Regions from separate parts of the Triticum aestivum genome. Here region 2 is linked to region 1. Evidence: chromatin contacts called from public Hi-C data. All regions are on one chromosome and are shown on one strand. Each heading gives the region's core, a stretch centred on a gene start, on an enhancer-like site or on the middle of the called end of the contact. The rest is flanking DNA. Distances are from core to core; before and after follow the strand shown.

Region 1 (4,365 bases), core at 336-2,835:
GCTACGACAAAATGATGGTATTAATCCTCAAGTAAGGCACTGAAATGTGGTGACCCAAATAAGGGAGATTGCAACTATGGAGAGCTTAAACCAGATCGCACAGTGATAAAAGAGCAATAGGCAAAGTAGTTAGTACGGAATATCAAGTGTAAACTCCATAACAAAAAATGACAGGACTTGCTCAGATCTCATCATTCAAGTGGGTGTATTTAATATTTTACAGCACATAATTTAATATGTTACCTAGTACGTACCATGCAGCAATGCTGAACGTAGAAGATCTCGTAATCCATATTATTCTTATATACAGGTATGCTGCATGTGATAAAATTATATATTCTTTTTACAATGCACGATGCGGATCAATAGCATGTTAGTACATGAAGCCATGATGTCAGGGAACATCTGTAACAAGGCACATCTACTTGACTACTCATGTAGACAAGAAGGGGCCACGTTTGTTAATAAATGAACAGGCATGCATCCAGTTCTCAAAAACTTTGATTAGATTAGTGAGGAGTAGTCGCTTTCAGGAACACATGCTTTACCTTTCTCTGTTCAACAAAATATGAAGGACATTTATACAGCATCATTCAAAAGCACAAAAGTCATGAGAGTGCCGCATTAGCCAACAGAAATTCACAAATCTAAACTAGCGCGGCATCAACTTTCAGAAAAAACTAGCGAAGGGATCCGATTTATTTTTTGAAGCGTTTGCAGAAGTTGCAGCAGGTAGGTCATCACCTTGGCCTTGGGAATGACCTTGACGGCGACGGCGTCCCCCTTGCGCGCCCCCTTCCTGATCCTGGCGGCGCAGGTGTATCCGAAGTGGCCCCGCCCGACCTCGTCCCCGAGGTCGTACTTGGCGGCGAAGCCCTTGTTGAAGCCGAAGCCCTTGTCGAGGCCCCTCCCGCCGTCGCCGTCGCCGCCGTCCTCCTCGGGGATCGCCGGGCGCGGCGGGCCGTGCCGCCGCGCGAGCGCCTGGCGGATGTGCTTGGCGGGCGAGGGCGGCGGGAAGGGCAGGCGCAGGAGGCGCCTGGCCGGGGTGGCGGGCGCCGGGGACTTGGCGCCCGCCGGGGCGGGGGACTTGGAGGAGGCCCGCGGGGAGGCCGCGGAGGAGGAGGAGAAGAGGTGGTGCGCCGGGCTGGGGCTCGGCGTGGAGAAGGGGAAGAAGGGGGAGGACGTCCAGTGCTTCTTGGAGGCCGGCGTGGCGGGCGCCGTGGAGGAGGCCGGTGGCGGCGTGGCCGGCGCGGGCGGCGGCGGGGAGGCGCCGTCGGCGTCGCGGGTGCGCGGCTTGGCGTGGCAGCCCCCCATGGCGGGGGCGGGCGGCGGGTGGGATCTGGATCGCGGTGGTGGGGGTGGCGGTGGGGCGCGCGCTAGGAGGAGGAAGAGTAGGCGGCCATGGCGGAGAGGAGAGAGAGAGAGGGAAAGAGAGAGCTTTTAGTTGGGGGGAGCGTGGGGACTGGACTGGAGTGAATTGAAACGGGGAAGGTGGAGTGGGAGTAATGGTGGCCCGGCCCGAGGGTGGCGAGGCGAGGCGAGCTCGATGTTAGTTGCAGTGAGAGTGAGTGGCTAGCCCAGTGAGTGAAGGCTTCCTGGCTGTGGTGTTTTTTCTTTTTGTTTTGGCTGGCCGGGACTGGAGCTGGAGGGGGTTGCTTTCCAGCCGATGTGAGACTGGCCGGATTAGTCGCTGTCGCCCTTGTTCGCTTGTGCTTTTCGGGTGGAGCACGAGACTTCCCGACTTGTTTTCGAAAACAGGTGCGCACAGTCAAGAGATTGGGGTTGGAAACAACTGAATGAGGTTCGTAGACGTTGTTGTTGTCTGTAAATCGCCGCGGCCGAAAGCAACCCCCGTCCTTGCCGCAGCGACGTGGATGGATTCATCGGTTGTTAGCTCTTTTTTTTCATCGGTTGTTAGCTTGTACTGCACTTATGCCAGTTGCTGGGCACCTTGTTTAGTTGAGCTCGTTTGCCCTGCCCTATTTATTTTGGGCGGTACGTACTGTGGTGCCCGGAGATTAGCTTTGTGTCCACTTTAAATTGAATTGAATTGAATGGGATGGGGTCCCAAATCTCGCCCCGTTTCTCGTTGGATTTTGACATCATGTTTATTCCTCCCTCCCAATCTATAAGAAGAGCATTATTGGCTTTCATCAGGAAGGCAAAGACACCTAAAAAGGTAAGCCTCACAAAACCATGCGAAACTATGCGGTCAAGGTCAAGATGAGAGGCCTGCGCTTCTTCTGCTGCATCATCCCACTGCGTGGCTGCCCCTGCCTGCATGAAGAAGCTACTCTACTGTAACCACAGTAGAGAATTGTGTGCAGCAGTGGTAGGAGTATCTTAATAATCCCGGTCATTAAAGGAGCAACAGAAGAATACTCCGTTGCGTCAGTGTGCGTGACACGCGGCCCGAGGCGCGACCCAGCACGACGTCAACCTCATCATCCATCCTCCAAAGCAACGCAACGCAACGCAACGGCTTTAACCCTCCCTCCGCCCGTACTACCGATATGGGGTCCACGCGCAACATAGATTACGGGGCAGCAAAAACAAAAAAATAAAGGGAGAGGGCCGAAAAGCGGAGGCGTAGAAGCAGGCAAAGGAGACGAGAGGAGTAAAGATAAAGGGAGCGCGCGGGCGGGCCGGCGGCCATTAGTTAAGCTCACGTGTCCTGCCATGGCCGCGCGCCCTGCCTCATGCATCATGACGACGACGACGACGAAGAAGAAATACGGTTGCGCGGCACAGTACCATGCAGATGCAGACACTGCGCTTCTCGAGCTTCTGGCTCGTTGGTAGACAGCGGCAGAGAGCTGTCAGGAGATGGTTAGGTTTGGTTTACTTGTCTGGTAAACGGATCTTATCTTCCTTTTCACCGCATGTCTTGTGCTTAGTGTAGTGGTAATGGTGTGTGGGTGAGCACGTAATTGTTCTCGGGGCAAGGACGGTATGGTACTGGCAGTACGAATGTGGTATGCGCGTACGATCTATGGCAAAGAAAGGACGCCGTTGGTTTGGTGCAAAACAGGCGTTATTGAAAGCTGAGGGTACACCGTACGCGGTACACGGACAATTTCTTCGGATGCAAATCTTCCTATAAATGCAAAGAGGACGTGTAGTGTATGGTCATGGCTTCTGCTGTATGTGGTAGTGGTAGTGGTACTTGTTCCTGGCTTTACGTGAGAGTTACCTGTTGTTGCGTGCTTCTGTTTTGGGAGGGATGAGCACAGCAAAGTACTACAGCCTTCTGTCCCCTCTCGCTCTCTCGTCTTATATATACCTCCGCAAATTTTATACTCCACTAGCAAGCAAACATGTGAAGATCACCTTGCATTGGGCCTTCTCCGTAGCTTGGTTAAAGCATTCCAACCGCGACCCGCAAATTTTCTCCCGTATTCGTTCGTGAACAGAGGATCAGACTACGGACACGGATGTAGAAAATCGACATTCATAACTATCATGTATATGTCCACTAGTAAAGGGAATTTGAAATTCAAATTAAGTCCGATCACATCAGCGTCGGATCGCATGCCCGATCATAATAATAAAAAAGCAAGTATGCTTAGTTTTTACATGCCTGAATCCAAAAGAACACCAGCCGATAGTCCATGCAATTTTCTGCCCTACCGAACCGGCAATCCCGGTCGTCTGCTCCAGACCAAGGTGTTGTAACCGCCGCGTAGACAAACTCCAAGTGGCGTGGACGAAGACGGCGAGGACGGCACTGAAGGCAGCGCCTCCGGCTAGACCTGCATTTCCTTTTGCCTTAACCTGTATGCAAAAACTTTCGGGCGCAGCCCTGCGGGGCGTGAAAGCATTTCTGAAGGGGGGGAGGGGGCCTTATAATGTATAAAGTGGAGTGTATGGAATTGTGCCATGCTTTTTAAAGACAGGGTTTGGGATGTGTCGTCGCGGGGCCGTGGGCTCCCGAGCAGGGTAGTTGCTGCAACTTATCTGGGTTTCGTAGGTCTTGAGCGAGTCCCGACGTCCTGGTCGCACCTTCCTCCCGAGGCGAGCCCTCCGGGGCTCGTGAGGTTCTAAGTCTCCTGAGAAGCCTGCTGAACCGCCCAAGAGAGCCTCGCGAGGAGCGAATGCCGGACCACGGCAAGATATGCGTGTGGTAATCCTGCGACGGTTGCAACCTTGACCCCGGGGGGGCCTTGCTGTCGCCCGGGCTGGCCCCAGCGTGCTTGGCGCGCGCATACCACGCCCAGCTCCCGCTCGCGGGGTGCTCGCAGGGGGTAGCAGGCGTGAGCCCCACGGTAAAACATGTAGCCAGAAAGCAAGAGACCGACACAAATCAAGAGAAAATCCCCCCGTTTTCGATAAACACAAGGAGCTTCAAATCTCAGTCCAAAAGGC
Region 2 (4,028 bases), core at 1,103-3,602, 210 kb before region 1:
GGCTCCTGTTGGTTCAGCGATGGGCAAACAACACACTCAAGTGATTTCATACATAAAATTCAGGAACAGGAAGCAGCAAAAATAGAAGTTTCCCTTGGCTAACTATATAGTGTACTGCTTAAAAAAAATCCCTCTGCAAGCTTTGGATGCTTAACTGAACTTTTTATATTCTTTGGTTTCAGTTTGGTGGTCAAGCCTAATTGATGCTAGCCATTTGAGAAGCTTAACCCAAATGTTGCATATAATGTACCACTGTAAAAATAAAATCATGTTCAAACAAAACCTAATCTGTTACAAATCTATATTGGGTATAAGATGGTAACCGCCAGGAATGAACGGGTAAATGAAATGAGCAATAAAAGCTAATGAGCAAACCATACCTCACTAAACAACATTTAAACTGGTCATAATTTGCAATGCCACCTATCATTTGAACACAACCTGGATGGGAAATGAAAGAAAATTGTATAGCAGAACAAATCCTCACAGGAGAGTAGTTTGAATCTACAAATGAAAATCAAGCCACGAATCAGCTAATAAAAATCGCATGTAGTAATGAAAGGAGAAAGAGGAGGCAACATACACATTGGTTCCATACAGTGGAAGCAGTGGTAGCCTCCTCTCGCAGGTGCTGCCGATGCTTTGGTTATGCATCATGTTCTCAACAAAGTCTGACTCCACCTGCACTTCATGTTATAGTGCTCAATCTTCTTCCAGCAAACATTCAGCTCTTGCAAAGCTTTAAGCACTTCAGTTGTTATGATTTCTCGTGGATGAGCTCGAGACTATCAAATATCATGAATGAGGAGAATCTAAGCATTTCGAATGCAATTATAGCAAGATGAATTTCAAACCAAAATTACCTGAAGACAAAGAGCCCATTTCCTTTCAGCTGCAAAATGATGCCTCAAGCCAAACTCTGGAAAATTATACTGCTGAGCTTCAGATGTAAAGCTTGGTGTTTCAGGTGAAATTTGAGAGAAAGGTCAGTCCTGCAAATTAAAAAAAGCACAGAAAATCAGCAGCATTACAAGTACACGAGTGTTTGCAGCCTACAAGGCACAAGCCACACAGATGGGGTACAAATTCCAACACACCATTTGATTCTTGATACTAAAACTGAGCCAGTTGTGAGGTACAGAAAATTAAATACAAACCGTACCAAGAATAAAAAGGCGAAGTAGAGATGGGATATACCCAATGAAAAAAAGTTGTTATTTGGTTCCGTAACAGGACACCCAAAAGATCTTGTCATAAGGAATTTTTCTAGAGTATGCATAATTTCTGAGAGAGTGATCCAAGTAATTGCAAAAAGTACAAAAATAATAACAACAACAATCTATAAGTCGCAGCAACTTTATCTCTATTTCTTTGTTCTAAATATATAGGCAACAAAAATTTCTTTGCAGCAGCACTGTCCCTTCTTCATCCAAGTAGCATCACACAAATCAGTTTCATCACACAAATCAGAGCAATGAAAGCAACTCAAAGCAGCGGCTAATTAGTACTGAGAGGAAATGTGTTTATGACAACAGTTTAAAATTTGAACAACACTGGCAGTAATGGGATGTGTAACATATACATAGCCATGGGGCTGTCTATTTTGTAGTCCGTACCTACAATTGGTCTGACTTTCATCAAGCGAATAACAGGCTCCAGCCGGGCAGATGGATCTCGTCAGCAACCCAGGCAACTAAATCCGAGGCAGCAAAGTCAGATGCAACAAGCAGTGTGATTTGTAGCAGCTTGTGGCTAAATTAGATTAGCAAATCAGTGGGAGGGAGAGGGGAAGTGCTACCTGCAAGGAAGGGATCCATTGCCGTCAGGAAGGAAGCAAGGACCTTGTGCGGTGCGTCATGGTCGGGCTCAAGCTCGGGTCGTCGTCCTCCTACGCGTCGTGCTCATCCTCGCTTGCTGTTTGGAATCAAACAGATAGAAAATCGATCACACACAGATCGACAGGGAGATTGGAAGGATGAGCGGCGGATCAAACCTTGGGAGTCTGACGCCGACAGCGGGCACCGCCGCTGTTCGCGGAAGAAGGCGACCACGGATCCGTGGCCCGCATCTTGGAGTTCGAGGAAGCGGAGGAGCAGCAGCGTTCGTCACCGCGGCCACCACTCGTCCCGTGGGCAGCGTGAGGTCGTGGATGGGTGCCCGGGCGAGCGGCGGCGGCCGGCAGCAGGGCAGGGAGGCGGGTGCGGGTTAGGGTTTGGAGGGAGAGAGAGAGACAGAGAGAGGTGAGGCGAGAGGAAGAGGATAGGGAGCGGCGCGAGTGCGGGCGGAGGTAGCGGCTGGGTCTCCACGGGTGCGCCCCTCTTTTATACGCCTATGTGTGAAATGACTAAAATGCCCTTGAGGGGGCACCGAAATAACAGGCGGTGGCACACCAGATGACGTACTATTCATTGTAGCAGTGTCCGGCTTCGATCCAACGGATGAGGTCAACCGAGGGAGAGATCGGACGGCCCAAATCGCATCAGGAATCGAGATGAACGGCCAGATTCGCCTGATCTCTGAGAACGTCCATGTTCTCCCAACTAACATATTTCCTGATACAATAATGAACTGTGCTCAACTGAAATGTTTGGTGTAGGCTGAGGGCCATATCCGCCACAAGACTGGAGCCAAGCTATTTGGTAGTACTACCATTTAAATTTTTCTCAGAATCGTCATGTGATGTTTCAGAAAATTTCTACTTGTAGCAGATAAGTCCATTTATGAACCCATTCAGCAAATAAATGGAGGTGTTTCTGAAGCTTTCTTGTTTACTCTCAACTACAGAGTTGCGTCTGCATTTACACATTTCTCACCAGTGACCACTAATCAAGTGTTCCACAATGCAACTGTCATCAGATAAACTACCCTATCGTGGAAAACCATTACTACCACCAGAATATCTGTACTGCGGCATCACATTTGCCCCATCTGGATGACGGCGGTATATAGTTTGCGACGTGTTGAATGGTGGAAATACCACCGCGCGTTGATCAGGTGGAGGTCCCCTGAAATAACCAGGCGCACGCCAGCCAGCCGGTGCTGCATTTGGTTGTCCGAAAACCATTGTAGGGTTTGGACATGAAATTGATCTGCCGTCCATATGATGTTGCCAGGCATTGCCAACTTCGCGCAATGGAGGTGGCCGCTGGGGCCTCTCAGATAAAGGATGATGCATCCCAACTGAATTTCCTGGGTAAGCCTGCGGGTGAGAAGCTGAACTTACGCGCCTTCCTTCAAAATGATCATGGTTGCCACCAACAGTGTTTTTTTGCTTCGAACCGGCTTTTCCTTTACTCACCCTAGCCTCCGTGTTACGCAGACCATAGTTAACTGGTGTTGTTCGCAAGTTTTTCTGCGAGATGGCATGATTTGTCTCCGTGTTGGCATTTTGCTGAGAACTGCTGGTGCCGATGCCAATGTTCTTATCCAGGGGGGCAGAATTTGTCCTTGCCTTCCGACGACCATCAGTGAAGTTTTTTCTAGAAGACACCCAGTGCTCTTCTTTTCGAATTTTTTTGGCAGGATGATCAGAATTGGAGGATTGCATAGCACGTTTTCCGCCTTTAGTGCTATTGGATCCACCATCAGGCCGTCCAGGTTGAGACTGATGCTTTCCTTTTTCCTTTGATTTCTTGCCCTTAAGAGCTGAAAGAAGGATATAGATACAAAAGGAAGAGGGACAAAATTAGTCTGGCACCTGGCACAGCAAACATAGAACTTCAAAATAGTGAACTTCAAAACTCAAAAGAAAACTGAAGAGACACAGATTGAATCACACAGTAGCTTTAGTGAAACGAATCTAAACAAGTGTATGCATACATCTTTAATGAGCAACAACAGACAGCTCATGGTGCAAAAGCTTATGTACGTGTTATGCTGTTCTATGTAGACAGATTTTTAATTGATTCCTTCTGAGGAACAGCTGCTTCTACAGTAGAGTTTTAAGGATCCCAATGCCAGTCGATTAGACCAAACCAAACTTTAGAGTTTACAGAAACCAAATGAAAATCCTAATAAGAAATGGCCAC

The links. A called contact is a pair of places that touch in the nucleus more often than the background predicts.
Region 2: a Hi-C map of leaf shows a contact between it and region 1, with 6 times the contacts expected there. The contact joins the enhancer-like site here to the promoter of LOC123052062 in region 1. A contact is called at or near these places in 2 of 5 Hi-C or Micro-C datasets (both in leaf).

What each region holds. Positions count from the first base shown.
Region 1 is chr2D:119,254,286-119,258,650 of IWGSC CS RefSeq v2.1, reverse strand. LOC123052062 (CDPK-related kinase 5) reads right to left here and starts at 1,585. Exons shown (of 11, transcript XM_044475114.1): 1 at 745-1,585. The coding sequence starts at 1,314.
Region 2 is chr2D:119,463,160-119,467,187 of IWGSC CS RefSeq v2.1, reverse strand. LOC123052063 (zinc finger CCCH domain-containing protein 62) reads right to left here. Exons shown (of 14, transcript XM_044475128.1): 8 at 1,994-3,645; 9 at 1,799-1,914; 10 at 1,617-1,693; 11 at 864-992; 12 at 584-785; 13 at 381-441. The coding sequence ends at 2,867. Among protein-coding and RNA genes, the nearest start is that of LOC123052063, 5.3 kb to the right of the region's middle. Within about 2 kb of position 2,352, at least 8 of the 8 cell types and tissues checked have an H3K27ac peak or open chromatin away from gene starts, as enhancers often do. A contact at or near this core is called in leaf, where this site is marked.